Regions from separate parts of the Hordeum vulgare genome. Here regions 2 and 3 are each linked to region 1. Evidence: chromatin contacts called from public Hi-C data. All regions are on one chromosome and are shown on one strand. The core of a region is the stretch at or near the end of the contact, and the rest is flanking DNA. Distances in the headings are between cores, read along the strand shown. Region 1 holds the start of LOC123443148 (transcription factor PCF5). Region 2 holds the start of LOC123439624 (RING-H2 finger protein ATL74-like). Region 3 has its middle 44 kb from the start of LOC123443146.

Region 1 (3,807 bases), core at 709-3,208:
CATGAGATAAGTCTTGTTATGAGTAATCATATAAAGTTGGTATTCGTTCGATATTTTGATGATATGTATGTTGATACTTCTCTAAGTGGTGTCATGCGAATGTCCACTACATGACGCTTCACAATGTTATGGGCTTAAGGGAAGTCATTGTGGATGAACAAAGATATGATGGGTCGTGAGAGAGACATAAGCTTAAACCCCAGTTTATGTGTTGCTTCATGAGGGGCTTATTTGGATTCACATGTTTAATGGTAGGATTAGATTTGTCTTAATTCTTCTTTCGAATGCTTAGATGTTTAACTCGTGAAAGGTTTGTATTTGAAGTTTGTTAATCATATTATCATCTTCATTGATCATGATCCATATGATGTCTTGTGTGTACTATGGTATGTTCTTCGTTGTGTTCTCAAGGACATGAAATAAACCTTGTTTCCAGTAATCATGTGAACTTGAACAAAGTTCAATGTTTTGATCTTATGTTGTGGTGTAATTCACTAGTGATGATGTGTGGATGTCGACTTCATATCACTTCATCATTAAGCCTAAAGGAGAGCTTTTTTGATTAGTTTAGTTATCATGGGGAGTTGGAGTGAAATGTATTACCAAATCCTAAGTTTGTGAACTACTATGTGAGGTGGTCGTTGGAACCTTGTAATGTTATGGTTAGATGTTATTTTAATTACTCTATTGTTTGTTCAAGTAAGGACATCACAATAATATATGTTTCACCACACAACAATTAACAAAGCAATGAATGTTAACTCAAGTGAACTAGATGAAAGCAACTTGGTGAAATCCCCGTGTGTGCTCGAGAGGGATTTGATCCCTACAGGTAATACAACTGGCATGTCCTTAGCATAATTAAGGATTGGGTCATTTTTATAAATATTGTACCTTTGTCACAAATTATGTACTTACAATTATTTGTGTGATCAAACAAATCATCAAACAATCTTTATACCTTTTTATTATGATTTTTTACAAGTTTCCACCAACCAATTCTATTTGCTTCTTGTTGGGTTCAACATTCTTATTTATATAAAAGAGGTACAATAATTTTTTAGATACTCCATACATCGGCTCTCTAAAAATGTTCATTTATTAGAGGGATGTTCCAAACATCGTACGTGTCTAAGAACGCCGAGACATGGTTAAGGACAATGTTCCCCCTCGATTTCATTCGTCGAAATGAGAGTCCTATTTACGCGAAAGGAGAGAAGAAACCGTTGAAACGCAATTTTGACAATCTTCAATACAGAAAACTTATTAAGGAACGGGGAGCCGGTGAATATGCTCTGGCATGAAACTAAACTAGGAATGACCGGATTTTTTCACATAACATGCCCAACAAGAGTGCCATTATTATTATATCTTCAAAATGAGAAAATGCCATTATTTTTGCTGGGAAAGGAGGGATCAAAATCTTGGTAACAACACTTTTAGCAAGGTGGGGCTAGAAACAAGACGAACCACCTATTTCTAGGAACAGAAGCATTTCAAAACAGCCGCAACACTCAATCGACACTTTAAAAAGGGCCAAATGCACAATCGTACAAGCGCATATATGCAGTTTCACAATTAGTATTTCGAATCGTTTATTCCGCCCTCGTTGGTTGGAGGAATTTTATAGCCAGCAGTTGTGGGCGTACAGCAATCACAGAAAGAGCAGGCTGTAAATTTTTCACCACATGAAGAGAACATATCATGTCTCTAACCATTTCCCGAAATTAGAAAAGCAACCGGCTACACAAGCAAATCCTGCACATCCAACTGGAGCAGCAGCCCCCAAATTGGCTTTCAATCACTCCTTGGGCTCCAGCAGCCCTCACTCGGCTCAGTTCGGATGTTCCCAGACCGCTGAGCAAGCTAGCAGGCAAGCAAGCAGTGTCTCTCCTCCCTACCAAAAAAAAAAAGCTCTCTCTTTTCTCCCCTGCGCCTACACGCATACGCACATTGACAGGGAGCGGCGGCTGCAGCAAGGAGGGAAACAGACCCTCTCTCCTCACTAAATCCCAAATCCTGCTCTTATCATCCTGTTTTCCTGCCTCCCTTCTGCCTCCTGCTCTCCAAAGCTCCCACACACACACACACACACACACACACAAGCCCAAGAGGAGAGAGAGTGAAAGAAGGCAGCAGCAGCAGCAAAAGCTTTTGCCTCCCTCCCCCCCGCCGCCGTCCCCCCTCCTAAAATGTGATGTCCAATCCATCAGATTGCTTCTAGTTCAGTCCCCCACTCCTCTCCTCCCCTGGGTCAGTCCCTTGCCCACCACTGTTCCCCCTCCCTCCGTCATGCACCCTCCGCGTTCCTCTTCTTGATTCTTTTTCTCATGGTTTTTTCTATTTCTTTTTCCTCCTAGTTATGGGATCCGGCGAGCTGGATGGACGCGCATTGGAGCAGCAGCAGCAGCAGTAGCGGAGGCGAAGCTCCAGCCGGGGGATCTGGATCCGAGGCACCACCACCGGGGTCCTCACGGAGGCGACGGCGCAGGAGGCGGCGGCGGCGGCGGCGGCGGCGGCGGCGGCGGGCAACAGGAGGCTGCGGATGAGGAGCAGCAGCAGCAGCAGCAGCAACAGCACCACCACTACCGGCTGCTGCAGCTGCACCAAGAAGTGCAGCAGGACCAAGAACCTCCGCCCGCCCCCGTCTTCCAGCTCTCGCACCTGCAGGCCGCGTCCGTGAGGCAGCCGGGCTCGTCCGCCGAGTATGCCCTTCTCGCGCCCATGGGCGACGCCGGCCAGTCCCACTCCCATCATCACCACGGGCTCCAGACGCAGCTCCTGTCTTTCGGAGGCGCCGGGAACCACCACCATCACATGCATCAGTTCACGGCGCAGGCGCAGCCGCCCCCGGCATCCCAGACGCGGGCGCGAGGAGGACGAGGCGGCGAGATGGTGCCGGCGACGCCCGCGCGGGTGAGGGGCGGCGGAGGCGGGGAGATCGTGGCAGTGCAGGGAGGGCACATTGTGCGCTCCACGGGGCGGAAAGACCGTCACAGCAAGGTCTGCACGGCGCGCGGGCCTCGCGACCGGCGCGTGCGGCTGTCGGCGCACACGGCCATCCAGTTCTACGACGTACAAGACCGGCTGGGCTACGACCGCCCCAGCAAGGCCGTCGATTGGCTCATCAAGAACGCCAAGGACGCCATCGACAACCTCGACACCCTTCCCGCTTGGCAGCCCACGGCAGTCGCCCCTGCCGCCAGCAATGCCGCCGCGCCGCCGTCCTCCTCAACCCAGCCTGACTCCGCCGACAACTCGGACGACCAGGCGCAGGCCATCACCATCGCGCACTCGTCGTTCGACTTCGCCGGGTCTGGTGGCGCTGGAGGAGCTACGGGCGGCATCAGCTTCCTCCCGCCGTCGCTCGACTCGGATTCCATCGCGGACACGATCAAGTCGTTCTTCCCCATGGGCGGGACCGCGGGCGGGGAGCCGTCGTCGTCCACTGTGGCTGCGCACTCGTCGGCCATGGGTTTTCAAGGCTACACCCCGGACCTCCTGTCGCGAACCGGCAGCCAGAGCCAGGAACTCCGGCTGTCGCTGCAGCCGTTACCAGACCCTATGTTTCATCACCACCACCAGCAGCAGGAGCAGCACCGGTCGGATGGCCACGACGGCAACGGCACCGCCCAGCAGGCACTATTCCCCGGTGCGACCAGTTACTCATTTGGCGGCGGCGGCGCCATGTGGGCCGAGCAGGCGCCGAGCCAGCGCATGATGCCGTGGAACGTGCCCGACCCAGGCGGCGGGAGCACCGGCGGCTACCTGTTCAACGTGTCGCAGCAGGCGGCGCATATGCAGGCG
Region 2 (3,807 bases), core at 853-3,352, 650 kb after region 1:
AATTGAAAACAATTTAGCGATGAATAGATGGTTTTGTGCTAAAATATAGCGCGACGAAAATGGTTACTACACTTTTGCAGATGTTAATAAGCACAAACTGCAGATAGTTCGATTGGCTAGTGGTACTCGTACATGAACTCCAAGTGTGTGAGTTCAAGACATGTAAAGATCTATATTTTTTATTGTTTTTTGCATTCACTGCTCTGTGTTTTTCATGGCCCGGCCCAGCTAAGTGCCACGGAGGAGTTTTAGTACCTGAAGCGCGACATTTTCTATTTGCCGTCACAGGCGCCAGTTAATGTGCGTTTTGGTTAACTGGCGCCGGTGGCGTTCATACCGGGCCGCCATATCTAGGTGCTTGTGACGTCTTTGTTAAAAACATTTATAAACTTATTTGAATATGGATGAATTTTATTTAAATTTCAACGAAGACTTTTTAATATTGATGACTTTTTTTGCATATTGATAAACTTTTTGAAATTTTATGAACATCTTTTTGAAAATAGATGGATTTTTTTATAGATTTATGTACTTTTTTCATTTCAATTAACTTTTTCAAAAAATACATGAACGTTTTTCCAATATTTATGAAATTTTTACAAATTTGTTGAATTTTTAGAAAAATTAATGAACTTTTCCTAAATGGGGTGGACTTTTTTCATTTTCATTGAACTTTTTTCAAAATTGATGAACCTTTTTCAAAGATATGATTTTTTTTATATGGATAATTTTTTTTCTTTAAATATGTAAACCTTTTTTGATTTTATAATTTTTCATAAAAAATTAGAAAATCAAAAAATAACAGGACAACACTTTAGTGAGGCGGCCTATGCTAGCAGCACGGGCACCTGCAGCGCTGCATAGGAGCTCCCATGAAGCGTCCGATAGGAGCTCCCCAAGAAATAGCCACGGTGACGATTTACACAGTTTGATTCATTGGCAAGCCACATGTTGAACTGTTTTTTCGTCGGGGAAAGGCCGACTTAGGGTAAGTTTGGGCTGCTTCGGCCATTTTCCGGCGTCTTGTTGTGATTGAACATATTTTCTTTGAAACGTGATTGAGCATATTACATCATTTCGGGTCAAACACATTATGCACCTCTACTTCCCTCCCTGTGTGAGTTTAATTATCTTTTTCTCAAGTGCAATAGTTTAATAGATGAAGCTGCGTGTCGGTCGATGGATCTATTCAAAAGATCCGTCGCCTCCGCATCCAGTTGACTGAGGCCATCCAGCGCCCCGACTCGTCCTCACCATTGTAACAGACCTTGTGCTGTAGAAACATTTGTAACAACGGTTTTGTTAAACAGTTTTTTTTGTCAGAACTCTTTTGAAACATGATTTCCATTGTGGAAGGACTTTTATAACACAAATGATGTTATAAATTTTTTTTGTCTTAACTTTTAGCCAACACGGATGTTGTTACAAATGGACTTCTGTAACATAGATGATGTTCTATGTTAGAGAACTTTTTTGTCTTAACTTTTTTGCAACATAAATGTTGTTACTGAAGGACTTCTGTAACACAGATAATGTTACAGAAAAACTGTAAGTGACAGAGATACGCGCGTCTAGTCGTGAAGGTCTTAACTGATTGAGCGTTGGTTAATTAAACTCGTATCTGACGGCTGTGTACGTGGTGAAAGTGTACGCGTAATCGGCCGGCTGACTTTGATCTTTTTCCTAGTTTAACAGTTTATGTAGTCTAATAATATTTTTCTCAACTGTTCTCTTTCTGTTGTATATACACCATCTAGACGCAATTCCAACTCTAATCTATAAAATACTAGACACAATTCCAATAAACTTCAAATATTCTTCACCACTTTAGATTCATCCATACCTAGAACCTCCATGCACAGTTCCGATTCCGAGCTTCCGGCAGTCGTTTTGCAGCACCGTTAGGGCTCTGTTTTATTTGATGAAATTCCCATTCTCAACTCCGACGAGTCTTCAAGAATTTTATGTTCTCTGGTTTGCAAGTCAACGATTTTGCCTTGGTTGCTCAATTCCTCGAAGTTTCGTCTTGCCTTTCGCCTGTAGACTTCCTATTACAAAATTACACGACAGAGAAGTCTTGTGTAGACCGAAAGCTCAGGTATCCCTATTCAAACCACGCTGATGAAATCCACATCTCCACGTTCTCTTCTCGCCCAGTGAGCAATTTGCGTGTGATTTGCAATAGTTCTCGTCACCCCACATGTCAGCCTCGCAATCCTATTGTACACGACATTGACACCACTCGTTGACCCGAGCAGTGTCCTACCCAAGCTAATTAAGCTGTGAGAGAACACACATGCAGTTGATCAGTGGTGCTAAACCTGACACCGCTGCCTTCTTCTATCTCTTTCTTCCGTTCTGTCTCTTTGTTAGTAGGCGAGCCTTTCCTACTAAGCTTGTCGATCAGTGCCATGTCAGAGAGCACCACCATGGCTGGCGCGCCGGCCACGCCGGAAGGCGCCGGGGATCCATACGAGCGGCAGCTGAACTACAGCTTCACTGGGCGCGTCGCGCTCACCGTCGTCTTCGTCCTCTTCGGGGTCACCGTCGCCATCGTCACCATGCGCGTCCTGCTCTACGTGCTGGTGTACCGGTCTGGCCGAGGCGGAGGCCGCGGCACCGGCGGCCTCGCCGCTGGCATCTTCCGGTCCATCAACTCCTTCGGAAGGATCGGCAGCCGGCGGCACGGGCTGAACGCGTCCGCGCTCTCCGCGCTCCCAGTCACCGTGTACAGGAAGGAGGCCGGGTCCACGAGCGCCGCGGGGGCTGACTGCGCCGTGTGCCTGTCGGAGCTCGTGGACGGAGACACGGTGCGGCAGCTGCCCAACTGCGGGCACGTATTCCACGTAGAGTGCGTCGACGCGTGGCTGCGCACCAGGACGTCGTGCCCTCTCTGCCGGGCAGAGGCGGAGCAGTCCCAGGGCAAGGCGGAGGCGGCTGCGCAGTCGTCGTCGGAGCCGCCGCAACCGACGTTCCTTGGTGTAGGAGGAACCTTGACAGTGACCGTACAAGGTGATACCCAGAGAGACGTGTGCGAAAACATCGGCGGCAGGTAGTCAATCGGCATCTCCCTTTACCTAAGCTATACTGTATAATCCAGCCTCGAGGGGGACCGGGAACAAGTGTACAGTGTGACATATGTATATACAGTACTACAGTATAGGTTAGGCTCGGGATGTATTTAAGACTGTGATTATCCTTACCCGTAAAATAAATAAATAAGAGACTGTGATTTCTGTTAATGGAATGGATTCTTTGCTCTGGCCATCTCATAATCTACCACTCCATCTTGCAAGGTGACGAACTGCAGCTCAAAAGCTATATGTGGTTAAGTTTTTATTTCTTTGACGGTACATTCGGGAATGCCTAATGCAGCTCGATTTCTATGGAGCATTTTATTTGAAAGCTTTAGAATTTTTTTAGTTTAAAAAACCTGAAAAAAACACACATATACATATGCATATTTACTACTCCGTAGTACTTGTTTGGGAAGTTTCATGACAAAATACTTTTCTATGCAAGCTACTACTTCCTCCGTTTTAAAATTCTTATCTTAGATTTATCTAGATATGAATGTATCTAGCGGATATTCATTTTGGCTCTTGGGAGCATATGATCCTGCATGTTCAAAATGTGTTTTACAAATGTTGATTTTTTTTTTAAAAGATGTGTTGGTTGTCACACTCAAATGGCAGATACAAATTTACAGGTCAGAAACTTAAGTATTTTGGCCTGTGCAAAATGAACAAGTCGACAACTTTTACCTCCAAATGTTACACTTAATTTTGTTTTTTTCACCAACGAAGC
Region 3 (3,807 bases), core at 828-3,327, 550 kb before region 1:
AAAGGGAAGGGCGATGTTTTGTAGGCCGCCACAAACGCCAATAAAAATTCTTTTGGGCTTGGAACTATGAGAAAAACGGTCTATTCACTATGAGATCAGCATACCGTATGCTAGTGGACACTAAGAATCGTCAAGAAGACTGGCTAGAGGGCAATGCAGGGTCATCCTCATCTGATGATTCTAAGGCATGGACTTCTCTGTGGGCAGTTCAAATTCCTGGTAAAATCCATAATTTTCTGTGGCGACTTGCAAGGCACTCGATTCCAACGGAAGATGTTCGCCAATACAGAAACATGCCGGATAATGACAAGTGCGAGCTGTACGGGATGCAAGATTCGTGGAGACACTCGCTTATAGAATGCTCGGTTGTAAGGTGTGTCTGCGCTCTCGAGGATAATGATATTGCAGATTATATTTAGACAACTATAGAGCCTGGAGCAAAGCAGTGGCTGTTTGCAGCGATAGAGGATTTGCCTCATGCTAGGCTGACAAAACTGCTAGTTACTTTGTGGGCTATTTGGTCCGCTCGCCGTAAAGCTATCCATGAAGAAATTTTGCAAAGCCACCACGCAACTAATGCTTTTGTAACAAACTATATCGTTGAACTTGGAACCTTCAAAGAAAAGGAGAGAGGAGGATCTTCTTCTACCGCGGGTGCCCCCAGGATTAGGCTCACCTGGTGGATTGCTCCTACTGAGGGAGTAGCCAAGATTCAGGTTGATGGGAGTATCTCCAGGAATGGCAGCAAGGGTGCAGCTGCAACCATTTGCCGTGATCATAAGGGATTTTTCTTGGGTTCTTCAACACTGGTTTTCACTGGAGTCACGGATCCGCCAACTCTTGAAGCTCTTTTTTTGTCGGGAAGCTATGGCTCTAGCGCCTGATCTGTCCTTGAACCAAGTTGTTATTGCTTGTGATTGTGAAGCAGTTGTTAAAGACATCAAGTCTGGCGCAGAGGGAAGATATAGTTCTATCATCAAGGAGATAAAAATTATTGCTCTTAATTTTACCAGGTGTGAGTTTGTTTTCGAAGGACGAGAAAGGAATGTTGATGCCTATAATGTAGCTAATTTTGCTTCTTCTTTAGATAATGGGCGCTACCTGTGGCTGGTTCACCCCATCACCCTTTTGTCATACCTGTAAACCGTTCCCCTAATCAATAAAGGCGGGTTTACCATTCAAAAAAAAGCTAGACTATCACATATAGTTGACGGTCCTATCTCCCCTCTTGTCAATGGTGTGTGGGAGAACACAATGCTTCAATTCCGTTTGTGGCAAGAGGAGCAAGAAGCTGAAACTTTTCTCCCTCACTTGCAGCTCAGTTGAAGCAAAGCTGGAGCTCAAAATAAGGCCTTCAGACCCACAAATATAGATGGCGAGAGACCTACGAAGGGAGCTAACAAAAATACGGGGCTCTATCAGAGATGTTTCTACTAGAGTTGCTCTTAAACAAAAAAATCAATCAAGTCACATTCAGCATGTTAGGCCGCTCTGTGACAACACCTTCTCCTCATAGCTTCACCGGTGAACTGAGCGGACCCCAACAAGGGAGGCTATAGCCGGTGGCGCACATACGGTGACGAGATGCGTCCAATTTTTGTGTTTTGATCTTTTTTAAAAAGTAAAGTCAGATTCCTAACGTCAGGGTCTATGTTAGTAGGGTATAACAGCCTAGTACCGAGGTCTCTAATGATAAAAAACTTAATTACATAAGCGTTACACATTCTGTCATCAAACAGACTGGCAGTAGCTCATATAACCCTATCGTTAAGATGAACGACAATATGTATGAACATATAATGTATCTGATATTTGAAGATATTTTATGATAGAGCGTGCATCCCTGTCGTCAGCGGCTTCAATGGTAGGTCGTTATACTTATGGCCATGGACCTTGAAAAGAATCGGATTCTAATTTTTTTAAATCAAAAATAGATCTCATTCAATTTTTGTAAAAAGGTCGAAACACAGAATTTAGCTCCGAGACGCAGATCGGTGGTGGCACGAAGCAACTGTCAGCCGCCTCGCTGGCTGCACCGCCCGCAAAGCCAGACAGACACGCACACACACCCAAAGGCGGATAGATCCATGCGCGAGCCTGCCTAGGGACCGGGACCCCTACCCGTATGGGCTACTGATCCCTACGGCCTAGGTTCGTTAGATTAACCCAACCCAGATGATGTATCACATCAACCAGGTATTCTACAGCACTACGGGTTATCTTCAACGTATAGAAAAATACTAATCAGGCTAGACGCAGCAAATAAAAGGCCTGCCTGTACGGCAAAGATCTCACACCCATCATCACATCACAAAATGGGACGGATGAAGTTTCGCTAGGTTTGGATCATGCTCGATCTTTCCGTGTTTATTTTACGGTTGTTTAGCCTGTGGCCGCGCATGCAGTATCGGAGTTGCTGGCACATGCGGCACGGAGGGGGAGACTGCTCCTATCAACTTTGGACGCAGCGGCGTCGCTAACGTCGCCGATCTGCTTCCGGACTGGATAATATAATCCTGCTGTTCGGTGCACTGCCGATTGACTGATGCCCACACGTACTGTGCTGTGCCGTGCCAAGAGGGGACTTAACTTATCCTCAGCATCTGATTTGCTGCGCTTCTGGGAAGAAGCAAAGCAGGCGTGCTGGTGCTGCATCTGCATGCACGACTACGTGCGCAAGGTCATTTGTTTACTCACCACCTTCACGCGCTCTTTGCTTAATTTGCTCCTTTGCTACTACTAGGGATCAAAACAGACGACAATTTTTTTTAGCTCCTTCACGCGCTCTTTGCTTAATTTGCTCCTTTGCTACTACTAGGGATCAAAACAGACGACAATTTTGTTTACTCACCACCTTCACGCGCTCTTTGCTTAATTTGCTCGCTCGAGTACCAAAAGATGAAGAATGAAAAATGATGCTCGGTTTATAAGAAAAACCGAGCGAAAACCTAAAACAACGCCTAACAACCAGGCCTAAAGCACCACAACACATACAACACCTCAGAAATCCAACATCCCACAACACACCCGGCCGGGCAATCGAGCACTTTAAGCCGCTACCAAAGTGCAAACCAAAAACCGTTGTATCAATCTGAGCTGCCACAAGCCTATCCGTAAAACTCGACGACATCCTAGAGGAACGCTATGTCCGATAGAGCAAACATATGCCGCTTCAATCTCGTGAGGTTGGCGGCCATAACTTACCTGATGAATCTTGCATGTGAAGGGTGCTTCTACTGTTCTCACGGTGATGCTATACAAGCCGTCGCCAACCACCAACATGAGCATCGGGTCCTTCTGGCCGAGTCTATCTTCAAAACGATGTCCTCAAGAGGATATATGACGCCGAGCCGAGCAAAGCCGATAGTGTCATCATCGCTCGATCCGCAAGAGCAGATCGATCTAGGGTTTCCCCCGAAGGATGTCGGTCATGGGAAGGGAGGGGCTGCAACGTCGATGCCTCCAACAAGGGGATGGGGCCTGAAGGCGCCGCCATCGACTGCTCGGGCCATAGCCGGAGCTCGGCTTTCACCGGCAGCCCACCCCCCCAAAACCAGAGACCGGACCAGCCTTCCTGCAAACCAAAACCATGGCACACAAGCACTTCCCACATCACGCCCTTGGGCCGCGCCCAGGAGGTCGCCGGCCAAAACTACCGGCCTGGAATCCATCTCACCGCGCCAGAGCGGCCTGCCCGCCGCGGCAACCGGGCCAGATCGGCCTCAGCCCCAGCCCACCGCACCCGAGTGCCATGCCCGCCTGCGCCACGGCCGCTGCACACCGCGCTAGATCCACGCGCACCAACTG

Evidence for each region. Hi-C and Micro-C count contacts between places; a contact is called where the count stands out from the background.
Region 2: a contact with region 1 is called in a Hi-C map of leaf, with 2.0 times the contacts expected there. The contact joins the promoter of LOC123439624 here to the promoter of LOC123443148 in region 1. A contact is called at or near these places in 2 of 6 Hi-C or Micro-C datasets (leaf and seedling) and 1 of 1 datasets of contacts at active chromatin or transcription factors (embryo).
Region 3: a contact with region 1 is called in a Hi-C map of seedling, with 3 times the contacts expected there. The contact joins the enhancer-like site here to the promoter of LOC123443148 in region 1. A contact is called at or near these places in 2 of 6 Hi-C or Micro-C datasets (leaf and seedling) and 1 of 1 datasets of contacts at active chromatin or transcription factors (embryo).

What each region holds. Positions count from the first base shown.
Region 1 is chr3H:106,439,205-106,443,011 of MorexV3_pseudomolecules_assembly, forward strand. LOC123443148 (transcription factor PCF5) reads left to right here and starts at 1,959. Exons shown (of 3, transcript XM_045119432.1): 1 at 1,959-2,253; 2 at 2,361-3,807. The coding sequence starts at 2,725.
Region 2 is chr3H:107,086,959-107,090,765 of MorexV3_pseudomolecules_assembly, forward strand. It overlaps LOC123439624 (RING-H2 finger protein ATL74-like), which reads left to right and starts at 2,103. Exons shown (of 1, transcript XM_045116315.1): 1 at 2,103-3,242. The coding sequence starts at 2,412. The coding sequence ends at 3,056.
Region 3 is chr3H:105,889,259-105,893,065 of MorexV3_pseudomolecules_assembly, forward strand. No RefSeq gene overlaps it. Among protein-coding and RNA genes, the nearest start is that of LOC123443146, 44 kb to the left of the region's middle. Within about 2 kb of position 2,078, at least 2 of the 3 cell types and tissues checked have open chromatin away from gene starts, as enhancers often do. A contact at or near this core is called in seedling, where this site is marked.